Linked DNA regions of Mus musculus: all the other regions are linked to region 3. A link is a contact called in public HiChIP or PLAC-seq and promoter capture Hi-C data. All regions are on one chromosome and are shown on one strand. The core of a region is the stretch at or near the end of the contact, and the rest is flanking DNA. Distances in the headings are between cores, read along the strand shown.

The links. Promoter capture Hi-C pulls out the DNA fragments that hold promoters and counts their contacts. HiChIP or PLAC-seq counts read pairs in DNA pulled down with a chosen protein or histone mark.
Region 1: a contact with region 3 is called in a promoter capture Hi-C map of the SN4741 cell line, with 2.8 times the contacts expected there. The contact joins the enhancer-like site here to the promoter of Rpap3 in region 3. A contact is called at or near these places in 1 of 39 promoter capture datasets (the SN4741 cell line), 3 of 484 Hi-C or Micro-C datasets (cerebellum, embryonic stem cells and palatal mesenchyme) and 2 of 115 datasets of contacts at active chromatin or transcription factors (embryonic stem cells and pro-B cells).
Region 2: an H3K27ac HiChIP or PLAC-seq map of regulatory T cell precursor shows a contact between it and region 3, with 2.2 times the contacts expected there. The contact joins the enhancer-like site here to the promoter of Rpap3 in region 3. A contact is called at or near these places in 2 of 39 promoter capture datasets (cranial neural crest and hippocampal neurons), 4 of 484 Hi-C or Micro-C datasets (cerebellum, embryonic stem cells, nephron progenitors and 1 more) and 1 of 115 datasets of contacts at active chromatin or transcription factors (regulatory T cell precursor).

What each region holds. Positions count from the first base shown.
Region 1 is chr15:98,048,173-98,053,011 of GRCm38.p6, forward strand. It overlaps Senp1 (SUMO1/sentrin specific peptidase 1), which reads right to left. Exons shown (of 18, transcript NM_144851.5): 14 at 14-217. Among named protein-coding and RNA genes, the nearest start is that of Gm41395, 14 kb to the left of the region's middle. Within about 2 kb of position 1,364, at least 44 of the 459 cell types and tissues checked have an H3K27ac peak or open chromatin away from gene starts, as enhancers often do. A contact at or near this core is called in the SN4741 cell line, where this site is marked.
Region 2 is chr15:98,063,626-98,068,498 of GRCm38.p6, forward strand. Senp1 (SUMO1/sentrin specific peptidase 1) reads right to left here. Exons shown (of 18, transcript NM_144851.5): 7 at 3,133-3,236; 8 at 2,779-3,050; 9 at 1,194-1,248. Among named protein-coding and RNA genes, the nearest start is that of Gm25668, 3.7 kb to the right of the region's middle. Within about 2 kb of position 3,111, at least 23 of the 459 cell types and tissues checked have an H3K27ac peak or open chromatin away from gene starts, as enhancers often do. A contact at or near this core is called in regulatory T cell precursor, where this site is marked.
Region 3 is chr15:97,703,974-97,708,868 of GRCm38.p6, forward strand. It overlaps Rpap3 (RNA polymerase II associated protein 3), which reads right to left and starts at 1,849. Exons shown (of 17, transcript NM_028003.2): 1 at 1,777-1,849.

The DNA.
Region 1 (4,839 bases), core at 114-2,613, 340 kb after region 3:
AGGAGTTACTCACAGCTAGACACCAGTGCACACCCAAGTGAATGGGCACCAGAAGAATATCAACGGAGAATACATCCACCTTCTTTGTCCAGCGTTTCACTGCCTGATAACCAGCTGTTTTTAGCTTAGTGAAGAAGAAGGTATTAAACGCATGTACACTTGGAAACCCCTTCTCTTTACTGCGTTCCATTAGCATGTTCATGTAGAAATTGATGATCTGCAGGAAGACATTACACATTAGAACAGTCCAAACACTAGCACAATCAGAATGTCATTAACATATGCGTATGTATTATGCTATGGATGGCAGCCAACTCAACGAATGCTTCAACAGATAATTTTTAAATATCCAGTTTTCCTTAATATAAAGACTTTATTAATCATACTTCTTAAGTATCACACAACTAAGTTAACTGCTGGAAACCAGAGCAGATAGGCAGCTGCTAGCCAGACTAGCAGAAAACTGGAGGGGAGGAGGAAGATGAGAACCGGAGAGAGGAGACAGGAGTGCAGTGGGAGCTGTCTGAGTGTCTGTGCTGAGCAAGTGGATCCTGGGCTCTGGTCTTATTCTCCCTCTGCCCTTTTCTCCTTCCTCTCCCTCCCTGACATTTTCCCTCTCCTTCCTCTTCTCACTGCTTGGGTTGAGACAGGGTCTCACTCTGTAGCAGACTGTCCTAAACTCACTATAAAGCCCAAGCTAGCCTTGAACCTGTGGTACATGTCCTGTCTGAGACCTGAGTGCTGGAATTAAAGACTTCAACTATTACAGTTGCACACAGAGAAAACCCAGCTCCGCATCTGAGGCCTTCTCAGCCATGTGCAGCAGCAAACTGCTTCGGTTTCGCGCAAATCTAAGACCAGAAACCCCTGAGACAAGCTAGGAAATGCCTGCAATAGCACAGCACCCTCCCCTGGGAACCCAGGCGTCAGGTCCTAGCATGACGAAGCGAGGTGGTTAGCTTTCTCATCACTGCATCACTTCTTCAGTATCAAGTGTGCGCATGATGAATTAAAATATTTGATAGAAGAGATGTGCGATTCTTAGTCAACAAAGCAATGTCTTTTAGAACAGTAACTATGCTGTCTGTGGTTCCTTTAGGTCCAGAGTCCTGGTCCTAACGCTTAAAAGTTATTAGGCCAAAAATTACAGCATACTTACTTTATGTGGATAGCTAAGGCCAAGCCAGTGTCTGTCAACTGAAAGGAATGAATGGGCTAACTGAGCCACAGCTTGGAAATATGACTATGAAAACAGGGACATTTTTCAGAATGTTTTTTGAGGAATGGGAAAAAGCCCCCGTCTTTTGACAAATATTTACACACCAGGATGCCAGAGCAGTGAGCCACTGTCCACAGGGAATCCTGCCAGGAATACACCCAACCCTGGTCTAGACCAGAGAAAGGGCCCATAGATACAGACGCACAGGCAGCTTCAGGGAAACCAAACCAAGAGCTCTAAGGTGATGGGCCAGGCCTGAAGACCGTTCTGCTGCAGCTCTGATCTCTGTGCAATATTCCCTGAAGCTTTAAATAACGAAAAGGAATCAAGGTGCAACCAGATGGTATGTTTTCAAATCTAAGTGTTCAGTTTAACTGCCAAACAATAATGTCCCTAAATGATGTATCTCCATTTGTGAAAACAGTTATGAATGCAGGCATATCTGCCTAGGCAAACAAAGATTTATATATAGTAAACTATAATCTCTATTGAGAGAAAATTAACCAAAAAGGAATGGGTAAGTTTCCTCTCAGAGAAGTGGATAGGATCTACTTAGTCTACTATGTTATCCATGTTATATTTATATATATTATAAATATATATTATAGTTATATATTCAGGGTACCAAAAGCTATAGTATATAGGCAGGTAACTAAACAGTCAATCTTTTCACAGGGGCAGGTAGGGTATATACTTTATCAAGCAATGAGGTCTAAAGAGAAAGCAGAGAGAACCTGGGCAGAGAGAGACGGATAGTCAAGCACAAAAGCCACGCAGGCATTTCTCTCCCAGGTGTCCAGTGGTCATTACTTTTGGAATCACTAGCTTGAAGTTTAAAAAGACAGGGGAAGGGTTGACATGTTATACATAAGTATTCTAGTTTTCAGAAGGAAACCTAGACAAGTTTTTACATAGTCAGGGTTTTCCTCCCTCCCAGAGAGCACCAACTACACAAGACTGCTAGACTGAGGAGAACAGGGAATCTTTTCTCACTGCTGGGTCTCCCTCCATCCCACGAGCCACTAGCCAGCTCTACGGCATGCTCTAGGCCCCGTTCCATCTTCCCTCGTCCCAGGAGATGGAGTTTGGTGACCCTGACACCCCCTTCCATTAGCTGAGATGTGTAATCTGATATGCAGGCTGAGTTTAGATGCAAGTCGTTCTCTCCTCAAGTGAAGAAAACTGCCGTGGTCCTGCAAGACACTGCCACGCTCAAAATAAGCTACAAAAGGAATCCTCCGTGCCACCTCACTGAGGAGGCTGGGGACCAAGGAGAGAGAAATGAGAGACGGGGTCACAGTGCTCAGGATGAAAGGGCAGCAGCAGTGCCACAGCAGTTGCCTGTAGTTCATGAAAACAAAGGTCCCTTCCTTCTCCACTGGCAAGAGCTCTCGGACAGAGATTCTCTTAGCCTAGCAGGTCTTAGATCTCCTTTGAAATAAGCGGCTAAAGTCCCCCAGCTCAGAGTCTTGCTGTCCGTCTTGCCTCTAAAGCCATCTGACAAGCACTGTAGGTCAGACCGCTTGCCACTTTTCTGGGAGCACAGCTGCCCCCGGCTGGGCTGCGGGTGCCTAAGAAACTGCCTTCCTATTCCCTGAAGAGCCTTGGTCAGCATCAAGCATCTGCTTGTCTGTGCGGCCTTGTTTGAGGAGGGAGTTGTTTATAGTGTCTTTGCTCCTTTTCTATTCTATTTGATGAGCTGCCAGCCTGAAGCTGGGAAGAAGCCTCTCTGTAAAGAAAAATTCTAGTGTTGTGTTTTTTTGTTTTTTTGTTTATATATATATATATATATATATTTTAAAGATTTATTTATTTATTATATGTAAGTACACTGTAGCTGTCTTCAGACACTCCAGAAGAGGGAGTCAGATCTTGTTACAGATGGTTGTGAGCCACCATGTGGTTGCTGGGATTTGAACTCCTGACCTTCGGAAGAGCAGTCGGGTGCTCTTACCCACTGAGCCATCTCACCAGCCCTAGTGTTGTGTTTTTAAGTTAAAATATATATTTATTTACCTATGCATATCAGTGTTGTGCCTGAATGTCTGTCTGTGTACCACTTGCATGTGGATCCCCTGAAACTGGAGATGGACTATTTTAAGCTGCCATGTGAATACTGAAAGGCAAACCTGGGTCTTCTGCAAGAACATCCAGTGGTCTTAAACACGGAGCCATCTCTTCGGCCCCAGAAAACTCTACAGTGTTTTCAAACTGAAACTGGGGAGCTGAGGAGGTTTTTTCTCCATGAACGTTACCATGATGACATAAATGATCATTGGTATCTCTTTTTTTTCTTGCCCAATAAAGCAGACAAATCCAGAAGTATCCTATTCCTAGCAACGGCGTGTTGTTTAACTCTTCAGCTCTCCCATAGCTACGCTGACCCACACTGCTTGTCTCAGGAAGAAAAGTTCCAACAGACTTCCCGAGCAGACATTGAGACAGGAAGATAACAAAACAGAAGCACGTGACTATTATGCTCAGAGACCACCTTATCATGGTAAAAATACAGCTTCCCCACTGTACACATGACTTTGTCTCCTTATGTGTAATTTCAAGAACAAATACCCAGAAATACTGCTAATGTATTTTAAAGAGGACAGGCAGGCAACACCTATACTTATGGAGAATAATTACTCTTTCCCATATGACCTTGCATAAGGTCCTGGCTTATCAGAGGGAGTTTGGAGAACACTGCAGAGGATGTGTAAGAAAGCCTGAGCGTCACCCTGGAAACATTAGCTTCACTCTGATGGTCTGTCTCACTGCCATGGGAACATCACAGCTGGCAGTCTACCTACCCACTTACCCAGGTCCCCTCTGCTTCCTAGTCTCTTCCCTCTCATGCAGATGACTTCTTCCCTATAAAGACCCTCCTAGTCCCAGTGTAAAGTTTTGTGGGCTGTGGCCTCTCTAGCCGAGCATCATGGGGATCCGTCCACTGGAGAGAATGACCGGCTGTGACCATTACTGTGTGTGTGGTACTGAGGGTCAAGGCCAGAGCCTTGTGCTTGGGAGGCAGGAGCTCTACCGCTGAATAAAACCATGCCTGGACTTGCACTAAGCACTGTGTCTCAGGTCAGCATGAGCTCCAGTTCTAGCTCTCAAGTCTGCTGTAAAACCCACGGGGCCCAGTGCCTCCGTACAGCCTTACTTTACTTCCCACACCCAATCAAGTAGCGAGACTGTCTGAATCCACAAGCCTACTGCAACCCTGGAAAGCTGAAAGGCATCTTCTTCAAAGATGAAGCTTCCGAATGGTAGCCCAGCCGCTTGGCTGTATACGTGTCCGTTATGGACGCACTACCTTAATTCCCCCTTTAGCAAACGATTCTCACATTTGCTGTGATTGCCCCCATGGCCATGGCCTTTCCTTCCCAGGTGAAGTTACAAGTACCATCTTTCAATATCTCAGTATTTACTTGGAAAACAACTGGTAATAATTAGTATGAGCTTGCAAACACACACACAAACACACACACACACACACACACACACACACACGCCCAAAAGGGGCAGCCATATCTTCTGGCTAGTTTCCAGTCTCCAGTTCACCCATGTAACTGGTCCTTAATAATGCGTGGAGACTAGGTTCTTGGAGGCCAAATGAGCACAGGGAA
Region 2 (4,873 bases), core at 1,861-4,360, 360 kb after region 3:
CAGAAGTGAAGCTGGAGCTGGGAGAGCACGTTCAAACTTAGACTCACACCAGCATCACAGAGAAACCATGATGTTGAGACAAAAACATATATCATATTTACAGACAAACAAGTCTAGTATATCAAGATATACAAAAGGACCTATTTACAAACATAGCTCCTGCTGGGCAGTGGTGGCACATGCCTTTAATCCCAGCACTATAGAGGAAGAGGCAGGCAGGCAAATCTCTCTGAGTTCCAGGACAGCCTAGGATACACAGAGAAACTCTGCTCGGGGGAAAAACAAACAAACAAACAAACAAACAAAAAACCAAACCAAACCAAACCAAACTAAACTAAGTCAAACAAAAAGCAACGCCTCACCCCCTCCCCCAAAAAAAACCCAAAACAACAATAAAGCCACCAAACAAATCTAGCTCCTTTGACTTCCATCAGCTGCATTTGATCACAGACTTGTCCCAGCCACCTTAAGTAACCCTAGTGTCTCTTACTTCATTTTTCTTCACAACACTGATAATCACCACTTTTGTTCACTACTAATCTGTAACCTTATATAAAATGCAGCTCCCTGAGAACAGGAAGTCTTAGTCACTGCTGATGTCTGATGTCTCTACCAATACCCGAACCACCACAGGGTCTCAATAAAGACTCACTAAAGGGAAGAATGTAAGACGTATATGTGAAGGAGTTCTTCTATATCGCACTAAGGCATTCTGCCTTAATGAGGTATCCTTCAGGTAATTTAACTGACTGGCTATTAAATCTCTTTACTGATCAGATATGAATGTTAGAAAGCTAACTGTGGCTGCAGCATGGCGGGCAGAGCATGGACTACTTGGGATGGTGCAAGACAGAAGGAAGAGGGGGAGCCGGGTATGGTGGCGCACGCCTTTAATCCCAGCACTTGGGAGGCAGAGGCAGGTGGATTTCTGAGTTCGAGGCCAGCCTGGTCTACAGAGTGAGTTCCAGGACAGCCAGGGCTACACAGAGAAACCCTGTCTCGAAAAAACAAAAAGAAAAAAAATAAATAAATAAAATAAAGGAAGGAAGAAGGAAGAGAAGGAAGGCTGGATGGAAAGACAACAGGAAGTCACTAAAATAATTTGAAAAACACATGAAAGAGATGTTTATACTATGTTATTGTCAGTAAAGGGGTGGAGTGGGGATGGCCACTGACCCTTTCCCTAGATTTACCTGGAAGCTGGAGTCTGAGATTCTTTCACTTTAAGTAAAATCACAGAGTCTGACCCTAAATAGAGAAACACAAGAGCATTTCATTATGGTAAAACTGAGCACTTACCAGTTCTCATTTAAGTTGAAGCGTCTACATGGTGTCATGTTATACGTCGACGGCAGAACATTAAGCATAGGGCAAACAGCAGCCAGCCTAAGCATACAGTTAAGATGGAAGAGAGAGGAGCAGCTCCACTGTGCCTCACAAATAAGAGCCATCAGAGGCACAAGCACATCTGTCCATCAGCATCTACCCATAGACTGTGCCTACTCTGTGTTCCCTCCTCCTGTCTCTAGGGAACAAGACATGGCACAATTTTTAAGTCTTGAGTTCATAATATAACACATACTAAACTAGGGTTAAAAAGGGAAGACGACAACGACACAGGCAGACTTATAGACCCCATATGGATGTACAGATTTTCCCCCGTGTCTCTGAACACTCACTGAGGGCAGGGCTCCTGACCTTCTCCAGTGCTGGGACTCCGCCCTCACTTATACTAGGGCACGGCCAATGCTATGCCACACGTTGTTCCAGTCTAGCTCCATCTCAGAATCCTACTACATGATAGGTATTTCTGAGGTTGAAGAATTTTTTAATTTTAGATTTTTGGAAATTAAGAGTATTCTCAATAAATTACTTCATAAAATGTAATATAAATAATGTGTAGTTAAATAGTGATATCACCAAAAGTTGAATCCCCAAGTAAAAATTTTCAGACAGTGAGTATAGTAATAGTAATAATAATAGAAAATAACAATAGAAAATCAAATGAACTGAGAAAGGAGATAGGTGCTGTGTATGTCCAAAGAGTCCTACTATCTAATCACTTAATTTAAAACTTGTTTTCCATTATAATCTGAAGACATATTTAAAAATGAGGATTAACTACATCACAGAGTCTTTACCAGCACCAAGGCTTAGGCCAGGTATTTGGGTTAGCTCAAAGTCAGGCAGGAGACTCGTTTCCAAAATGTCTTTAAACTCTGAATTTTGAAGCATCTATCAAAATTAAGGGGTATACGATAAATACTTGATTAATGTTTGAGAGTCCACAGAACTGCAGAGAACCTCCCACGTGCATTATAAAGTAAGAGAAACAAAAAGCAATCCCTGAAGCAGCTGGGCTGAGTGAGCTTTGACTCTTCTCAGGAAGTTAAAACATTTAGCCTAGCATGGTAGAGGATCCTGTAATCCCAGCTCTCTGGGGAGGACTGGCACGAGTTCAAGGCCAGCCTACCACATAGCAAGTGCCAAGCAGGCAGGGCACATACATAGTAAGAGCCCTTTAGAAATAAATCAAATAGTATAGCAAGTCATGGGTGCGTAGGAGAAAGGAGCATCCTTTAAAGAGCAAGAGAGGGGGAGAGGGAAGAGAAAGGAGGGAAGAGAGGAACGAATCTGACCTGGGCTTGGTGTTAGCACGGCTTAGCTACCTGGATCACATGTATTCAATTAAAATCTATTATGTACTGAGTTATATGTACTACAGTTTTGCCTACAACAGATCCAATGAAGAGTTACCTGGCTGTTAGTATTATTTACCTTCGGACTGTGTATTTGATGCTGGTAAGCTATTTGGCTGATGAGGTGCAGCGAGGTGATGGTGAGGATCAGAGTCTTTGGATCCAAAGGCAACATCTGGGGTACCAGATGACAGGGAATGTGCACTGTGGGACAACTGCTCCTGTGCAGTTAAAATGCTGGCAGATCCAGAGGATGACGTATCAGAACCAATGACATGAGATGCACAAGAGTTTCCGTTTCTCAACAGCGAGTCTTTCAAAGAGTTCTTATTGGAACTAAGACACCGAGACCTAGTAAAAGAAGAGTGCAGTTTCAATATCAAGTAGCAAACTGTACAGTTACGTTCATACGAAAGATGCGTTCGTGACTCACAGGCGTAACGGAAAATGTGTGGTGGGTTTCGCTACACAGAACTGCTTCCCTGTGACCATCTGCAGCAGCTGTCTGTAGATCTCCTTCTCTTCTTCTTGAACTGTCTGTAAGGGAGAGAGAGAAAAGATCTTAAACACACTTCTCAAATCGGCATGTAGATCTCAGATTTTCTGCCAAAGCTCTAGCAGTCCTGAAGATAGGGAAATATCATGCATTAATGACTGTGCGTGGGAGATGACAAGCAGACTCAGCTTTCAGAGATAGCATGCTGTGGAAAACCACGGTGGGCTAACAGTGCTGAGAAGGTATTGACTAGGAAACCAGAAAGTCAGAAGCAATTATTTAATCACTCAGATGATAAGGAGTACAAAAATAAGACTTGTAAATTAGAATGCTGAATAACCCCTTGAGTGCTGATGCTGATTACAAAGGTCCTGAGGAGAGAAGCATACAGCCAACTGCCATCAGAGGTATCCTGCAAACAGCTCCTTATTCTACACAGGTGCAAGGACTCTTTAAAGATGGCTTCTATCTCCACCATTCACTTATTTTTCTCTAAGTCTCAATTTAGTATTTAAAAAAAAAAAGCATATAATCTGTAGAATTTACTCACTGAACTGAACATCTACTGTGCTCTAGTCATTTGAGACTCACAAACTGAATAAAATAAATTGCCAGCTTTTGTGAAGTTTATATTATAGTTATTACAAAGACTGTCAATCAAAAACTTGTTCATGGCATGAAGAAACTTAAAGGACAAGGGGGATAAAAGTGATGGAGGCAAAGAGCAAGAAGAGGCACAATCTCTCTAAGATGACCTTTCAGCAGAAACCTCAACTAAGGGAGGAAGCAGATGGGGAGTAGAAGGCTGTGTATACACAAACACCGAGCCTAAGACAGGAAGGTGCTTGGTGCACTCAGGAGTCTTAACATCAAGGACGAGCAGAAAAAAGGAGGTCACAGGGAGGGAGACAAGGCCTCCTGCAAGTGCAAGCATCCACTCTACACACAGCCATGCTGGGCTCACCAACAGACACGGCTTCTTTGCTTTTCTCAGCCACTCATTTTCACAAAATGCATTAGAGGACATATTCAATAGAAGCACTACCATTTTGTGTGATTGTAAAGGCTTAGTAAAAGCAGAATGAACTAAGTAACCAATTCTGAAAGTAAGCAGGCACTAATGTTTCCCTTCCCGAGCCTTTCACTGTTGCTGCACTGTCATAGACATTTCAATTGTGAAGTATGACCACTCCAATCTCCTGACAGTTGACAGCTAAACGATTAAAACAAAAGGAAAAACTAAGCAAGCGTTTGGTGGACAGAGGTCCCAAGGGGTCGGGATCCTGTAGAATAAAGTTCTGGAGCGGCAGGATTTAATTACTGGCCAGAGAGTAGGACTCAAGTCTTATCTCTGACCCCCGACAGTAGGAAAATGTTAAATGTCTTTGTTTTCTGTAAATTACTCTTTTCCTGTACCCTTGCTTCTTTCTTCCTTTTTTCTTTCCTAGACTCCTTTGTTTTAACTCTTCAGTTTTTCTCATGTTTACCTTTACTAACTTTTAAGTTCCCAGTGTATTCTACACTGCTGCTGCCTCCCTCCCTCCCTCCCTCCCTCCCTCCCTCCCTATGTCCGTGGCCTAGTGACTGTCCTTCACTGTTTCTTGTCTTTGTTTTGCTTCTGTGTCGCTGCTGTCTTGGCAGCTTGATTTTTCCCTTCTGGGTGATATGAGGATGAGCC
Region 3 (4,895 bases), core at 599-3,098:
AAGTTGTCGTCTGATGTGTGTGCCATGGCACATGCATGCACCGTCGCACGCCACATATGCATAGCGTGAAAATAAAACTTTGGCAAAGCAATGCAATTGTAAAAGGAAAACGCGCACGTTGGGGGAGGGGGCAGATGAGTAAGAGGATTGTTTCAGTCTGGAATATGTTGAATGTGAGCACTTAGGGGCCATCAGAAGGTATTGAGTAGATAGAAAGGACTAGAGAGAAATGTGGGTGACACCATTAATAAGGTAGAAACTCTTGCATTTGAACGTGCTCAGAGACTGTACTGACGGAAGCTCGGCAGGGCCTGAAGAGTGGCAGCCTTAGGGAACAGGAAGATCAGAAAAAGGAGGTGGCAGTACCTATAGGGAGCTGGGCCCATATGAGAGCTGCCACCCACCCACCGCCTGAGAAAATTAACATGTTAAGTAGGAAAGTTTAGCAGCGCACACACGTGCTCGTATGTTCATGGCGTTAGGTCATAAAAAGACTGAGAATAGTCGCAGGATTTTTACGGATAGAAATGAGTTAAATGAATCACGTTACATGGGACAGGGGTTAACGTTGTCTTTCCTAATGTAACTCCATTGGAAGCACATGAAGCTCACAGCGGTGCACAGTCGACCACTGCTTCTGGTTCCAGCTATCCAGGAGGCAGAGGGGGCCTCACAAATTAAACTCAACATGACGCCTTAGCACACCTTAAGAGTAAGTTTTAAAGGGCTAGGACATAGCATTTGCCAACATGTGAAAGATGCTGAAGACTGTAAGAGAGACAGAAGACAGACAGGCAGATAGATACAATGGGTAAAGTGACTGGACTAGGTACCTTAAGATAGGAATACTTGGAGGGAGGTTATAAGAGCTTTCCCCCCCCCCACCCCCCACCCCCAGTAAAAAGAGGCTGTTTAAAACGGCTCGGCCCGACAGTGGTGATGCACGCCTTTAATCCCAGCTCTCGGTAGGCAGAGGCAGGCGGATTTCTGAGTTCAAGGCCAGCCTGGTCTACAGAGTGAGTTCCAGGACAGCCAGGGCTACACAGAGAAACATTGTCTCGAAAAACAAAACAAAACAAACAAACAAAAAGTGTAAAACGGATCTTCTGACTCAGCCTCAACGAGGCAGTTTAAGCGTCAAGCAGTGTCCACTTTTGGTTATGCGCATGCATTTCATTCATAAACAAATCCCGCATAACGCTTTGCTGAACACAAACCAGTACACCTGCAAAACGAGACCCTTAAACGCTGCACGTCTTCAATCCCAGCACTCAGGAGGGAGGCAGAGGCCCGCGGTTCGAGGCCAGCATGGTCTACTACACAGCGAATTGCAGGGCAGCCTGGGCTACAGAGAAACCCTGTCTCTAAACAAACAAGCAGACCATGAGATGCTGTAAGGGCGGCAGCTCTCCTTCCACCCACCCCCGGGTCCTAGGGCAGCCCATGCTGCCAGGACGGGGTTCGTTCCGCAGGCAACCAGAAACTTCCAGAGCCTGGGGAACCACGTTCACGTCCCGTATCAAGCCAAGCCTGCATACCCTGGCCTGACGGAGCCCGCAGGTCCGCCGCCCTCGCGGGACCGTGGCTCCGGAGGTCCCGCCACCGCAGACCGCCCGAGCCCGGACGCGGAGCCAGCTCAGGCCGAACCCTGGGCAGCGCGCGGAGAGCGCACTCGGGAACCAGCCCCGGCGCCCCGCCGCTGCTCCCGGCCCGGGCCCAGCCCCGCTCTTCCACCCCACGCCCCTGCAGCCAGCGGGAACGGTAAAGCCTACTCACCCGCCACGGCGGCCACCAACCTCACCGGCTCCAGGGAGACGCACGGCGTCCTACACCACCGCCGGAGGTCTGCGCCTTCCCACAAGGCCCCGCGCGCCGCTCGAGCGTGCGCAGAAGGTTCGGCTCCCGCGCTCGGCTGCTCTTGCTTTGCTGGCGGTGGACGTAGACTGATGTTCTAACCTCTTCTAGACTAAGCGTGAGGATCCCCCAAAGTGCACCCATCTTGACGTATTGACCTCCAAAGCATAAAGCCTTTTACTCCCCTCGATTGTGTTTCTGAGAGCTGCCCTGCTTTCCACTAACGAGATGTTTGTAGCCTCTGAAAATCCTAGGAGAAAGTTACTGTAACTTCTAAGAACTGTCAATGCTGGAACTCTGCTGTTTTCTCTCTGAGTCTTGTATGTGGCTGCTGGTCTTCCTTGTGCTTTTTTGCTACTAATCTTTTTCCTTTTCTAAGATTATCTGTAGATTTCGGGCTTGTGTCTATCTTTAGATAGACCCTGGCTTATCTAAAAGAATGACTGAAACCTGTAATGCTTGCTTCTGCTTCCTTTGTGAGTGAAGCTGTTTCCTATGTAATAACTCTGTTGTACAATGCAATGGGTATAATTTTTTAAGTCCACAAACCAACTTTTTTCAAACTGAATGGAAAACATATCATCTCAAAGATCAGTTATTCATTCACAAGTTTGACTGAACCTTCGAATCACACAAGGGAGGCAGCCGTGCAGGTGTGTATCCCACACACGCTGATTTATGAATCTTATCCCAGAGGTTTGACATAATTAATCTTCGATACAACTTCAGCATCAGTCATTTTCAAAGCACTGGGTACAGCTGTGCAGCTGCAAAACACTAATCTACCTGCCTGTCAATGAAAAACCGCCCCTGGTCTTTCCTCACTAGGTCATATCATTAGGATCTTTCTTTCCCTCATGGTGTGACTGGTTGTCTTTTAAGTTCATTTAAAAGTAAAGATCAGAAACTGAAGAGAAGTCTCCATGGTTAAGAATGCTGTTCCCTGGCTGTCAAGATGGCTCAACGGGTAAGAGCACTGACTGCTCTTCCAGAGGTCCTAAATTCAATATCCAACAACCACATGAAGGCTTACAACCATCTGTACAACTACAGTGTACTCACATACAATAAATAAATAAATAAATAAATAAATAAATAAATAAATAAATAAATCTTTAAAAAAAAAAGAAAAGAAAAAGAAAGAATGCTGTTCCCTGTTGCAGAAAACTTGAGTTCCCAGCACCCATGTGGTAGTTAACAGTTCTGTAACTACAATTCCAGAGGATCTGACGCCCTCTTCTGGCCTCTTAGCACCAGGCGTGCATGTGGTGTGCATACATACATACATATATGCAGGCAAGCACTCTTACACATTATAAAAATAAAAGAGCATTATTTTCTGATGATATTGTAGATAAACTAGCTTTTAACAAAGTGTAACTGTTTCTGTAGCAAATCCTACTCTGTGTACTCCACCACCCACAGCAGGTGCCATTGCAGACAAACTAGGTTTAAAAAAATGTTTTTAATGTGGATGCTCGGGTACACCTTTAATCTTAGCATTGCAGAGGCAGAAGCAGGTGGATCTCTGCGAGTTCAGGGTCTACATAGTGAGTTCCTCACCAACCGGAGTCATGTGATGATACCCGGTCTGAAATAAACAAAAATAAATAGAAATAGGGCTAGAGAGGCGGCTCGCCAGTTCAGAGCACCGGCTGTTCTTCCAGAGAACCTGGATTTGATTCCCAGAGGTGGATCATAACTGTGTGTAACTCTGGTTCCCAGAGAACTGACATCCCGGGGCACCAGGCACACATGTGATGCACAGGACTACCATGAAAGCAAAACACTCAAACACATAAAGTTTAAAATAATTTTAATTTAAAAATAAATAAATAAAAATTTAAAAGAATCTAAATGTGTCTAAATTAGCCATAATTCTATTTAAAACAGACGTTGACATTCATAGGAAAGCAACTACATTTGCTATCTCACTTTCAGGCAGGGTTGATGGAGAAGGGAGACAGCAGGGGGCCAACCAGCTGCTCCACTGAAACTCCATAGCACCCTTGGGTGGTGAATCCTTCCCCCTCCCCCGATGTGTATACTGAATACAATCAATTGTAACAGAACCATCTCCATGGCCATTGCTTCCGAACTTTGAGGTACTATTGTCCCACTTGTGACAACCGTCCCCTCTGTGAGCTCAGACTGGACCATCTTCTCTGTAGATGGCATGCCTCTCTGCTTCTATTGACAATTATCTCTACATAGGCTTCCGTACAACAGGCAAACCATGTCTTCCCAACCCCTCCTGTGAATAAACTGTAGTCATCTCCATTGAGTTTACTGTTAATCTCTTCGACAGTTGTTCTCAAGGAAATAATCTCTTTATTTGATGTCTGTTGAAATTGTAATGGTCATGGGAAGTAAACACAAATATTTATCACTGCAAAAGCGAAACGCTGCAGTGACTTCTGAGAATGCTGTTGAGGTTTCATGCCGCAATTATTGATCTCGTTCAAACAGTTAAGTGCGGAAGGAGTCTGACCAGTGTTCTGGGTCTTAGGAAAGGATTACTAATTAACTTGTTTCCTGGTTGGGTTTGGTGTTTTGTTTTGCTTTTTTGGATTTCGGATTTTGTTGTTGTTTCTCGGGAAGACTCTCACTTTGTAGCCCAGGCTTGCTTATCTCACTCTTAAGCTCACAATTTTCTTCCCTCAGTGATGTGCACACATGGCATTCACTCACACAGACTCAGTCCTGCGGGGACTGGGGTTATAGGGATGAAGGACCATAATCAGCTCCTAAGTGCTCTACAAAGACAAGGTATGAGCCTTGAGACTCTGTATCATTTGGCTGTATGTAAAAGGAAGCCTGAAGTCAAATTGAAACAGATGTTTCTCTTTTTTTTAAAAAAAGACTTACTTACTTTTCAGAGTGTCTGTGTGAGTGCCCGAATGTATATCTGTCTACCATATGAGTGCCTGGCACCTGTGGACACCAGAAGAGGATATCAAATTGGAGCTGGAGTTTCAGGCGATTGTGAGTCACCTGGTGTGGATGCTGGGAACTGAACTCATGTCCTCTGCAAGAGTATC